2 separate regions of the Gossypium hirsutum genome follow, and region 2 is linked to region 1. A link is a contact called in public Hi-C data. All regions are on one chromosome and are shown on one strand. The core of a region is the stretch at or near the end of the contact, and the rest is flanking DNA. Distances in the headings are between cores, read along the strand shown.

Region 1 (6,591 bases), core at 1,909-4,408:
TTGTCACACAGTCGTGTGACCCTTGTTTCCTAAATTTTTAAAATTTTCTATAATTTTCTATTTTGTTTCAAATTAGTCCATGATTATTCCCAAACTATTTTTAAGACCCTGTCAATGTAATTATGCTATGAATGAAATTTACATTTGAATGTTGTTATTTAAATTAATAAATGAATGGTTTAATGATGATAATTATTTTGATATATGTTGTAATACGTCATAACCCTAATCTGGTAACGGAGACGAGTTAGAGGTGTTACAATGATATAACGGTAGCATATAAGATTTGCAAAAGTACATTGAACATTATTATACCTCACCTAGGCTGAACATGTGACACTTTGAGGGAACACCAAAAAGACATATGCAAATGACTCTCCACCTCTCGAAGCGTCACCGTCTGTTTTGCCTCCCAAATGAGTTACCTCCAACATTAAGCCACCCATTGTTATGGCTAGGCCACTCATTTTTAAGTGTGAACACTTCTCCAGGTATGAACGCTCCTTTTAGGAACTACTAGGGTCTACCTAAATAACAACCTTATACTATCTCAAAAAGAATAATAGGATGGGCTCCACCATATGTGTCCTTCACACACTCTATGATGACAACTCATTGGTTACGACCTGCCACGTCACCACTACCAAACAAGAGGACCTCACTTAAAAATACCCTTCATAGCAATGAGAAAGAGATTTTCTTCGTCATTAGCAATTTTAAGCATTTACTCTTTACATTTAATCTTCTTTACCTTCGCAACAACATTTCTCCTCCTTTTATCCTTCTCCGGCTCTCTTCTTGTTTAGGTGAACCGACCTCATTTGCATTACCAGTTTTTCTTCCTGTCCTCTCTTATTGATACACTTTATCAATAATTGGTGCGGTGAGCATGGACCAAACTATGGCTTCTTCCCACACTGATTCTCCCCTCAACCTAACAAACTTAACTAACTCCACCAACTCAACAAACTCCACAACTTTAATGAATCCCACCAACCCCATTACTCCTGAGCCCCTTCAAGCCAAAACCTAATTTAATATCCATTGCCTTGACTTAACTTCTGGCTTTGACCCGACCTTTTACCCATTTCTTCTAACCTTCGGTGTTGTTCTCTCGACCTTCGGCAATTCCATCACTTTCTCAGCCTCTGCCAAACAAGTCTTCCAACAACTTCAAATAATATGATCAGGATAAGGATAGAATCCTTAAAATAACACAAACTCTTCTTATTCTTTAAGAAGTCATTCAACTAGAAGGCCAGTTTAGGAATGCTTCTCAAAAGTGCTTTCTTAGGACAAAAAAATTCCTAAATAAGTTGTTTTTTAAGAGAAAAAGTGCTTTTCCCAAGCCAAAAATTGGCCTAAAAGCACTTTTTTCCAAAAGTTGAAAATTTTAGCTTCTCCCTAGAAGTGTTTTTTTTTCCAAAAGCACTTTTGAAAAGCATTCCTAAACTAGGCCTAAAACACAACACATGGGTCTAGTTATTATTGCAATGAATTACCAATCCATTTGTTGTACAAAACAATTTTATATAAGGCTTAAATAAAATTAACACAAACAAATATGCCAACACAAAATCTTTACCTGCTATAAACTAGTTTGTTCTAATTGTTGTTAGAACATAAAATGAGATAGGGCAAGTCAAAGTTTCCAACACCACTTAGGGCTAGTTTAGTAATTCTTGTGAAAAGTACAATAGAAAAGTGCTTTTGAGAAGTATTTTTGAAAAGTTTGGTTTAAGATTTGAGTATTCAGCATTGCTGTCAAAAAATAATTTTGAGAAATAAAATGTTCATTTTAGACATGTTGTTATCAATAAACAAATATGCATTTAAATAATATTTAAATTAGTTAATATTATTATATTTAGTAAGAATATAAAAAAAAGTTATTATAACTTGTTGTTAATATTTTAATATATGAAATATAAATTTTAAATATTTTTAAGCAATAAATTTAATTATTTATAAAATTTAATTAGAATATATAAACTATATTTTAAATATTTAAATATAACCATTAAATATTTGTAATTAGATATTAACACATTTGTATTATTTTAGATTTGTTATATTTAATTAATGATTTTAACACATTTGTAATTAAGTATCAAAGAAAAAAAGAAGAAAGGAAAGTACTATGTTATTGGAGGGGTGAAAAAGTAATTAAGTTCCAAAAATACTTTTGGGAGTGCTTTTCAAAAGTATTTTTGAAAAGTAAAAAATTTCAGTCAAAAGCAGTTTGTTTAGCATAATTTTTCTTCTAAAAGTATTTTTGGAGTCAAAAATATTTTTTGAAGCACTACTAAACAAGCTTTTAATATTGATCTTGATGATTTAAAAATAAAATCTAATAAAAAATATTATTTCAAATATTTTATTTTAATAATTAACAAATAAAATATTAAAAAAATAACATAAACTTTTAATTAATGAAATAAAGAATTAAAAAATATAAAAATATACCCAAAAAAAACTTTTACAAATACCTATTTTTATTAATAGATAATAGTATCATTGATGAGAGTTTAAAATTATGTGTGGATGTATCTAAATAAAAATAAAATGTAAGAAAAGACAGTCATATGTTTTATACATGATTACACTCTCATTGGTAATATTATCTTTACTAAATAAATAATAGTTGGTGTTTGATTATTTTGAAAAGGATAATTCGAGTTTTTATTAATTGAAATATTAATACATAGCGTCAAAATAATTACTTTTCTTTTCTGTTAATTACAAACAAAATTTCTTATTATTTTGTTTCATGGAAAAAGAATTAAATGCTGAAAATATTAATTAAATGAATTACTTTTTTTAAAGAAATCTTTGAACAAATTAAGGATAATTGTCGCGGTATATTCGCACCTACAGAAATTCTCGCGATATATTGTCGGCGTATCGGCAGCTGAATTAATGCCCATTACAAATCTAACGGCGACGGATGAACTCCCATTCCTGGGACGTGGACACCTGTAGTTTTATAAAACCCAGTTGAAAGCAGCCACGTAGGGTAAATGTTGGGCCCATTCAGACATAAACTGAGGTGGCAGGTATTTATTGGTAAAAAAGGAGTTAACCATGGACTGTGGTCGACAGCTAACACTAGTCAACAAATCCTTTTAGATTCAAGAAAACTATGGTTAAAAAAGTGTACCCAAGCCCAACGGTGTACGGCTCACATCCCGTTTTTTCTCTCTCTCGATCGCATTGTAGTCTGCAGTATATTCTCATTTCTAATTTTTTTCTTCCTTCTCTATTCAGATTTCTCTATATTTTCTCGATTCGCTTATACTTGAAGACAGGCAGGAGTTTCAACGGCCATTCCACGACAATTTTCGACGGAAAAGTGATTAGATCGCCGAGGAAGAGAAGGATTTTTTTGTTTTTTGTTTCGGGAAAATACTGTTTAATATTCGATTGGAATTGGTTGAGTTGTTAAGAGTTTCATTTGGCAAGAGGAGGAAAAAAATTGGATCTCTTTGATTGATTTTGAATTATTTTGTTGTTGTTGATGTTGTTTTGGAAGTTAACGGATCTCGAAATTTGTCGGAAAATAGAAAGAAAAGAAAGGAAAAGGTTTTTGTTAAATTAGATGCAGATTTTCTGAAAATCGACCTACATTGATTGAATTTGACAGGAAGAAGACGGTGGCGTATCGGGGGGGAGATGAGGAGGGTGGAAATCGGGGTTATTGCTGGAAATGTGCAGTATTGAAGGGAAGGGGAAAGGGAAAATGAGAGGGATAAGAATGGGGGCAACGAAAGGGGGAGGAGGCGGCGGAGGGGAGAGAGTTGAGAAGTTGAAGAGCTCGAGAACGAAGCTGTGGATGATACGCGCCACCACATCGGTGATGCTTTGGACTTGCATCGTACAATTAACGGCCTTGGGGGATACTTGGGGTCCGCATCTCCTTAAAGGTTGGCCTTCCTGTTTTTCTCACCAGGATTCTTCCGTTTCCGTTGTTGAAGATAAGGTTCCCTCCGTTCCTGCCCGTGTTCTTCCTCCCAAAAGTAAGATTTTCCACCTTTTTTTTACTCAAATTTCTGCTGATTTTGATGTAGTTATTCTTTATTAGGCCTTTTTTGGGGTTAAATCGGAGAAAAATTTTGAGCTTGTCTTTAATGGAAAAGAAGGAATGGGTTTATCCTTTTTATCCTTATCTGCATTCCTATTTGAGGAGAAGAAAATCAATGTACACAATGATAGATTTCTTGGAGATTTCTATGCGCTTTCATTGAAGCTTTCCTTTTATATAGTCATACGGATTGAACTTGTATCAATTTACTGGTTCCAATGTTCGTATCTTATGTCTTCGTTTTGTGGAATTCTATCCTTTTCTTGTTGTGGCATATGTTTGTTTGAAATTTGAGATCGTTTATCTCTTGAAAATTTCAAATTTGTACTTTTATTTTAATATATTGTTACTTTTGCTTCCATTTTTTTTCCATTTCAGTTTTAGGGATCGGTGGCGACTTGCTTTATGTGTTCTGGTTAGGAATTTTGAACTCTAAATTGATATATGATGTTTTGTTGTTACTTTAGGGGTATATAAGAACAATGGTTACTTGATGGTTTCTTGCAATGGAGGTCTCAATCAAATGCGAGCAGCAGTGAGTGCTTTAGCAAAGAACTCTAAACGCATTTCTTGTTCCATTCCTTTTCTTTCTTTTTTCTTTCTTTTCAACATTTTTCTAGATTGTGTATGCTCATGGGTTGTTTTTACTTCAAATCTATATGGAAACTGATGCTGTATTCTTTTCTTTTCTTTCTTTTTTTTTTGGGGGGGGGTGGGGGTGTTGCTTAACAGATTTGTGACATGGTTACCATTGCAAGATATTTGAATGTCACACTTATAGTCCCGGAGCTGGATAAAACATCTTTCTGGTCAGATCCCAGGTGTGTTAAATAAGCTTTGCTCATATGATTGAAGCCATTAGATATTGTGCATGTATGGATTTGGAAAGGATGTTTAAAATATATTACTGGTAGTTTTCAACTGAGTTTATTTTTCTCACTTATCTCTAAATATGCATTTACCTTTTATGGCAGTGAATTTCAAGATATATTTGACGTGGATCATTTCATTATGTCATTGAGAGATGAGGTCCGTATATTGAAGGAGTTGCCTCCTAGGCTTAAGAGGAGAGTAGAAATGGGGATAGTGTATTCTATGCCACCAATTAGTTGGTCGGATATATCCTACTACCATAACCAGGTTAATTCCTTGTCATTACCTTTCGACCTAGACCTATTTTGGTTTTACTATAATTTAGCTTGGTTCATTCTTCATTTTTTAAAATTTTTTTTATGCTTCCTCAGTTCTTTTCCTTCCTCCAAGACTCATCTTAAAGTAATATGTTTGATCTCTATTTCATGCAGATTCTTCCTCTGATAAAGAAGTATAAAGTTGTACATTTGAATAAAACTGATACTCGACTTGCCAACAATGGGCAGCCTTTAGATATTCAGAAGCTGCGATGTCGTGTAAATTTTAGTGCTTTGAGATTCACTTCCCAGATAGAGGAGTTGGGGAAACGAGTTGTTAAGCTTCTGAGGCAAAATGGTCCTTTTATTGTACTTCACCTTAGATATGAAATGGACATGTTAGCATTTTCTGGCTGTACCCAAGGTTGCAACACTGAGGAGGTGGAGGAGTTGACAAGAATGAGGTGAGCCATACAAGATGTTGAGCAATTTACTGATCAGCTGCCCTAAATTTCAAACTTTAATCTAATTGTCACAACCATGTTGCTAGATATGCTTATCCATGGTGGAAAGAAAAAATAATAAACTCTGACTTGAAAAGGAAAGATGGTTTCTGCCCTTTGACGCCTGAGGAAACTGCCCTTATTTTGAGGGCATTGGACATAGATAACAGTTACCAAATCTATATTGCAGCCGGTGAAATATATGGCGGACAAAGGAGAATGGCTACTCTTGCTGCAGCTTATCCAAAATTGGTAAGTAGGTAGAAGTTCAGCAAACATAATGTAATACGTTTTGAAGTTTGTTTCTCTGGTATCAATGAATGTCCATTTTCTTTGTTGAAACAGGTTAGAAAGGAGACTCTATTGGAGCCATCAGACCTTGGGTTCTTTCAAAATCATTCATCCCAGATGGCCGCGTTAGATTACCTTGTTTCATTGGAGAGTGATATTTTTATTCCTACATATGATGGAAACATGGCTAAGGTAGTTGAAGGCCACCGCAGGTACTGTTCTATAGACAGTTGGCTCTTAATAAGTTCAGAAAGGTTTTCCTGCAGTTGTTAAATGATTCAATGGCCCTTTTTTCTTTAGATGAGATGAATAATTTTGGAATTTCAAGTTCACTAACATTTTAACATCCCCGTTTTTATTTCCAGTATTAGGAATGTAATAGTTTGTTTATTTCTAGCTGTGAAATCATTTCCAATCTCTTTCTTTCTTCGTTTTCCAAACATTTTTCTTATACTCAGGAATCTGATTATTTTTGTTTCCAGTGTATGCAACATGAACTAAGGACTGTTTCAACTACACTTTCTTGAGGGTTCCTTTTACAATGTTTCCTCCCTTAGTGATAGTAGTGTTTTTTTCTTGTTTTTCA
Region 2 (6,041 bases), core at 2,968-5,467, 370 kb after region 1:
ACTGAAAAAGAAGGCAGGGTAATGCGTCAGTGATAGAACCTTGATAAACAATGAGCAATATCAACCTAAGTATTAAAAGGGGAATCATTCTCGAAAAATGACATTCTGCATTCATGCGAATATCATTCATACACATCTAGTTAGGAGCATTTGATTCATTCTGATCATAACATCCTAATCGCCTAGCATAAATATAGGCCCATGAAATGGATTTTATAGGTCATGTTCCCTAGAGAACAGCGTAACAGATCAGTGAAATCACAAATCTTATCTCCCTAAAGTTGCAGTGGAGCAGATTGAAGATAGTAAATCTTATCTCTCTGAAGTTATAGTAGAGCAAATTAAAGCTACAAACCTTATCTCCCTCAAGTTGTACTGGAGTAGATTGCAGATACCAGTCTCATCTCTTTAAAGTTACAGTGGAGCAAATTAAAGATAGCGAATCTTATTTCCCTGAAGTTACAATGGAACAGATTAAAGCTGTAAGTTACAAATCTTATCTCCTTGAAGTTGTAGTGGAGTAGATTGAAGATAGCAAATCTTATCTCTCTAAAGTTGCAGTACAGCAGATTAAAGCTACAAACCTTATCTCCCTGAAGTTGCAGTGGAGTAGATTGAAGTTACAAATCCCATCTCACTAAAGTTGCAGTAGAGCAGATTGAAGATAACAAATCTAATCTCCTTGAAGTTGCAGTGGACCTGATTGAAGATAGCAAATCTTATATCTCTGAAGTTGCAATAGAGCAGATTAAAGCTACAAACTTTATCTCTCTGAAGTTGCAATGGAGTAAATTGAAGTTACAAATCTCATCTCCCTGAAGTTACAGTGGAGCAGATTGAAGATAGCGAATCTTATTTTCCTGAAGTTGCAGTGGAACAGATTAAAGCTACAAGTTATAAATCTTATCTCCTTGAAGTTGCAGTGGAGCAGATTGAAGATAGCAAATCTTATATATCTAAAGTTGCAGTAGAGCAAATTAAAGTTACAAATCTTATCTCCTTGAAGTTATAGTGGAGCAGATTGAAGATACGATTCTCATCTCTCTGAAGTTGTAGTGGAGTAGATTGAAGTTACAAGTCTTATCTCTCTGAAGTTGTAGTGGAGCAAATTAAAGATACAAATCTCATCTCCCTAAAGTTGCAGTACAGTAGATTGAAGCGATACTTTGAAGTTACAGTGGGTTAGAATGAAGCTACTTGAAAAAGAGGAGTACTAAAGAAGTCGAGATTCGGCAAGACCACAAAAAATTGGTCTTTCTTAAAGTCTTTGCTCTATTCTTGTTACACAACAATGAGCAAAGAGGGGCAGCTGTAGAAGCCCAATTTTGTCTGGGCCCTAAATAACAACCAAAAATAAAAAAAATAAAAATTAACAATCCCAAAGTCCAATTACATGTCAGGCCCAATACACTACCTAAATAGCCCAAAACAAAAAAACCCTAACCCAAAGTTACAAGCCCAACAGCCTAAACTGTTTTCAGAAAAAAAACCTAGTGCCACACCCTAGCCTGCCACCACTAACTGCTCTGCCACTGTCGTCAATCATCACCTGCAAAAAAGGCAAAGAACATGCAAGGAATAGTAGAGAAAAAAATAAAAAATGTAACGAGCAGTGAAACATATGGCTATAAAAGCCATAACCAGATTGTAATGATTTTTTTACTAAAAAATATACAAAAAAAAAGAAAAACAGTCGAAGTACAAAAATAAAAAAAAACTTCAAAAGGCGATCTTTTTATTTTTCTATTTTCGAGTTTGTTATTGCATATATATATAAAATAATAAAATAAAAAAGAAACGCACCTGTCGTTCTACCTTTCACCGCCGTAGTCGGTGACCCTCACTGCCATATAAGGCGGTTGAATCCTTAGGGATTCACCTGAAATTGTGTCAAAGAGAGCGAGAAACTGAACGGTCCCTCTGGGTTTTGGTCGAACGGTGGCTCTTTTCGATGTTACAACCCCGGATCTGTGTTCTATTCGAAGAGAGGGGCTAAAAAAAGGTTTTTTAGGGTTTTTCGGCCACCGAGAACAATGAAGCCATTGTCGGTGATTGGTGGCCACCGCGGCAGTCCATGATGGCGCCGATGGCCAGACCCTAGGCGATTTTAGAGAAAAAATAAAATGGTTTCAGTTTTTTTTAAACAGTTTAAAAATGAAAATTTGAAAACTTTTTAACTTAAATAGGGTTAGGAAACAGTGTCGTTTTGGCATGTTTCCTTAAACCCCAAAACGGTGTCGTTTTGGGTCGAAACCGATCCAACCTAACCCAATAGGATCTGCGTGTTTTTTTAAAGGAGGGTCTAATTGCGCCTTTAGACCTTCGATTTTTTTAATTATTTTTCAATCATTTTTTTAAAAATTTCTACCTTATGATTTTGATTTTGTTTCAATTTGGTCCCTTAAGGAACGACGTGTTTTGGGACAGGGAATATTTTTGCATTTGGTCCCTCTTTTATTTCGTGTGTTACGATTTAGTGCCTTATTTTTATTTTTATCCCAATTTCCCCCCTAAAATTCTACTTAAGTTTCTATTTAGTCCTTATATTTATGCACTTATTTTATTACAATTTAGACTCTTAATTTCATTTCAATGTCGATTTAATCATTATTTATTTAATTTCGGCCCTGTCTAAATTTTTTATGTATTATTTTTTATTTTATTTATTTATTTACTTATTATTTCCTCTGTTTATATTTAAAATTGATTTGTTTTTGTATTTATTGTGCGTTTTTTATTTTATTTTCTTCATTTTTTTCTTTTGGCTTTATTATCATTATTATTTGTTTATTTATTACTTTTTTATACTTTCAAAAATTAGATTATTTACGTTTTTTTACTTGCACATTTATTGTTCATGTTATTGTTATTATTATTACTATTATTATTATTATTATCATTATACTTTTATATTTTATTATGCGTATGATTATCATGCCATTATTACTACAAATTGATGTTGCATTGTCATTTACTAGCACGACACTTTTATTTCAGTATACCATCATTTTATTTTTTTATACTTCCATTTAATTTTATTATGGCTACAATCATGTCACGAACCATGTTCAAATATATTTACCCATTTATATACTATGCCTGCATAAGCTAAATATACATTATTTTAAGTATTAAATTCGTCTTTGCACAAGGCACAAAAAAGAATTTTTAAAAATCGAGGTAATATTCATTATTTTGGAATTAGAAAAGTCGTGTTCTTAACTTACGGAATATGACTTCTTTCTAAAACCAAGATAGCCGAACATTTACTCTAAAATAAATAAAAATAAACAAGATTTAAGTGATGATCAAATGGCGTTCATTCTTATTCTCGAGGATCTAAGGCATTGTGTCCTAACTTACGGGACATGATCCTTTCTTCTCGATTAACTTGAAATAAGCCCCTTTTTGTAAAAATTAATTTAGTTAAGTAATGTATCAAAAAGGGATCGTGTTTTAAATTATTTTCAAAATTTCAATTCTCGACAATAAGAGATCAATTAGTCAACTAGGTACCAATTTTGGGTGTTACGAGGGTGTTAATTCTTCCTTATGCATAACTGACTCCTCCTGGATTTTGTAGACCAAAAATCATAGTTTTAGTAAATCTAAACTTTTATTAAAATAATCATATTTCTAGGTGACCTGATCACATCTTATAAAAAAGATTGATGGCGACTCCATTTTCGTTTTCTTCAAATAAAAGACAATTTCAAAAACAAAAGGTCTCGACAGTACAAAAAGGGTTGGGAGGAAATAAAATTAAATGAAAGGGTTTAAATTAAGGGAAAAAGAGATGAAGTTAGAAATTTATTGATAATTACCGTGGAGGAGGGAAGAAGCATGGGAAAAAAAGAAAAGAAAAGAAATTCAAAGGTGGGAAAGAAGAGAGGATGGTGAGGGTAAAATTAAAATGTTGGTTAATTTGTTACTTCAACCGTTCCCTGAATCACCATTCGATGGGAAGAGTATCGAATGGTATTCTAGATTTTCACATTGAATAAAGTCATATGGAATAGAATTATAATAATTTATTACAACCAACCAAATAATAATTTGAGATAGACCCCCTGAATTAGGCTGTAATACATTGCTATTCCTTCCAACCAAACATAGTGTTGTAGTCTTCTTCATTTCCTTTCCCATAATCTTTTTTAAAAAAAAAGGGAAAACTATTTAAAGCCGTGTTTTAGAAATAAATTCGTGGCATTTGATCCGTAACAGCGGACTTAATGAAAAGTTTGTGTAAAAAGCATAGATTATAGGACAATAATGTAATTTCCTTACCTAGAACAATTCCCGTTTAGCGTTACCTCTCTCGCCATTAGAATGATGCCGAAAACGTAAGATATTAAGTTCAATCCTTTTGTTTAATTTTATTTTTCTGGTTCTCTTCACTTACAAAATAAAAAATAAAAAAAATCATGGCGTCGGTGACTTTCCTTCACCTTCACGACCCAGAAGACGAACTCGTTCGGGACAACCATCATCACCACCAGCACGAACAAACCCTCACCCTCGATTCCCTCCCTTATTGGTCTCGTGATTTCCACTTCTTCTCTTCCCCCGACGCCGATCTCCCTCGCCCAGACGACGACGTTTCGCTCCCCGATTCCCTCATTGTCAACGGCCCCGATCTCTTCGACCGCCGCGAGAACCAAGTCAACTTCGTCATCGATCTCTTCCACCAACGCGTCGAACAATCTCAGGTTAGTTCCGGTACTACCCCCAATAACAATTCCAATTCTGGTAACGGAAATGGTAATAATACTAGCAATAATGATGCGGCTGATTTGGTTTCCGATGCTTTGAGCGAATCCGGTTTCGGTGTTATTGAGGGAAATCATGAGCTGGATTTAGGGTTGGCGTTAGGGTTTGATTCCATGGATACTCATTCGAGTGATGTTGAGATTGATATTGGTGGCGGTGAATATGAGGACGACCATTTCTTTGTGGAAAGGAGGGTTTCAGGGTTGAGTGCTAGTGAGGCCGCTTCTAATTTTAGTGGCGTTGAGAGGTTTGGGGATAGCATGCGGATTGTTGGGTTTAGATCAGATTCGGAGGATGATGATGAGAATGAGAATGATAACCGGACGCTCGCAATTGATTTGAATTCTGGGGATGATTATGGTATTGATGATCATGTTAACGATTGTTATGATGTTGGTGCTGATGATGATGTGAGTGTTAGTATTCCACTTTTCTGGGATTCGCTTCAGTTGGAGGATCGTCGGGAGACCATTGAAGATTTTGAGTGGGAGGAAGTGGATGGTAGGGTTGATGAGAGGGATGTTTTAAGCGTGTTTGTTGATGGTGATGATGATGTGAATTCGGTTTCACTTTCCATTTCCCCTATGATAGCACCTGAAGATGCGGTTAGTTTCGAGAGGGCAGCTGGGTTGGAGACTTTGGAGTGGGAGGTTCTGTTGAATGCTAATAATTTGGAAACAACCCCCGAAATGGGTGAGAACACTGACCCATTTTTTGCTGATCGTGATGACTATATTGATACTGCTGAATATGAGATGCTTTTCGGACAGTTTGCTGAGAATGAGAATGCATTTATCGGGAAGCCTCCAGCTTCAAAATCTGTAGTTGAGAATCTTCCTTGTGTGGTCGTAACTCAGGAGGATGTTGTGAATAACAATGCGCTTTGTGCGGTTTGTAAGGATGAGGTTAACCTTGGTGAAAAGATGAAGCAGCTGCCATGTGCTCATCGCTATCATGGAGATTGTATTATACCTTGGCTGGGAATAAGGAATACCTGTCCTGTTTGTCGTCATGAGTTGCCAACAGATGATGCTGACTATGAAAGGAGAAGGTCCACAAGAGCTGGACGTGCACTTTAAGGGTAATGTATGGTCTGGTGTGATTTTGAAGCTTTGTTTAGCATTAGGTTGTTAAGAATGTAGATATTGTTTTTGGGAAGTGTCAATATGGATTTTTAGGATCTTGTCATTCTTCACAAGCCTCATAAGTATTCTATATGTTCTTTTAATCCTTTTTGTGGTATAAGAATGTTCAATGACTTGATTATACCT

The links. Hi-C and Micro-C count contacts between places; a contact is called where the count stands out from the background.
Region 2: a Hi-C map of anther shows a contact between it and region 1, with 2.7 times the contacts expected there. The contact joins the promoter of LOC107887071 here to the promoter of LOC107887075 in region 1. A contact is called at or near these places in 3 of 34 Hi-C or Micro-C datasets (anther, hypocotyl and leaf).

The regions. Positions count from the first base shown.
Region 1 is chrA03:20,367,362-20,373,952 of Gossypium_hirsutum_v2.1, forward strand. LOC107887075 (rhamnogalacturonan I rhamnosyltransferase 1) reads left to right here and starts at 3,159. Exons shown (of 8, transcript XM_016811205.2): 1 at 3,159-4,016; 2 at 4,549-4,616; 3 at 4,814-4,902; 4 at 5,056-5,221; 5 at 5,386-5,675; 6 at 5,762-5,966; 7 at 6,060-6,217. The coding sequence starts at 3,707.
Region 2 is chrA03:20,734,693-20,740,733 of Gossypium_hirsutum_v2.1, forward strand. LOC107887071 reads left to right here and starts at 4,218. Exons shown (of 1, transcript XM_016811200.2): 1 at 4,218-6,041. The coding sequence starts at 4,425. The coding sequence ends at 5,849.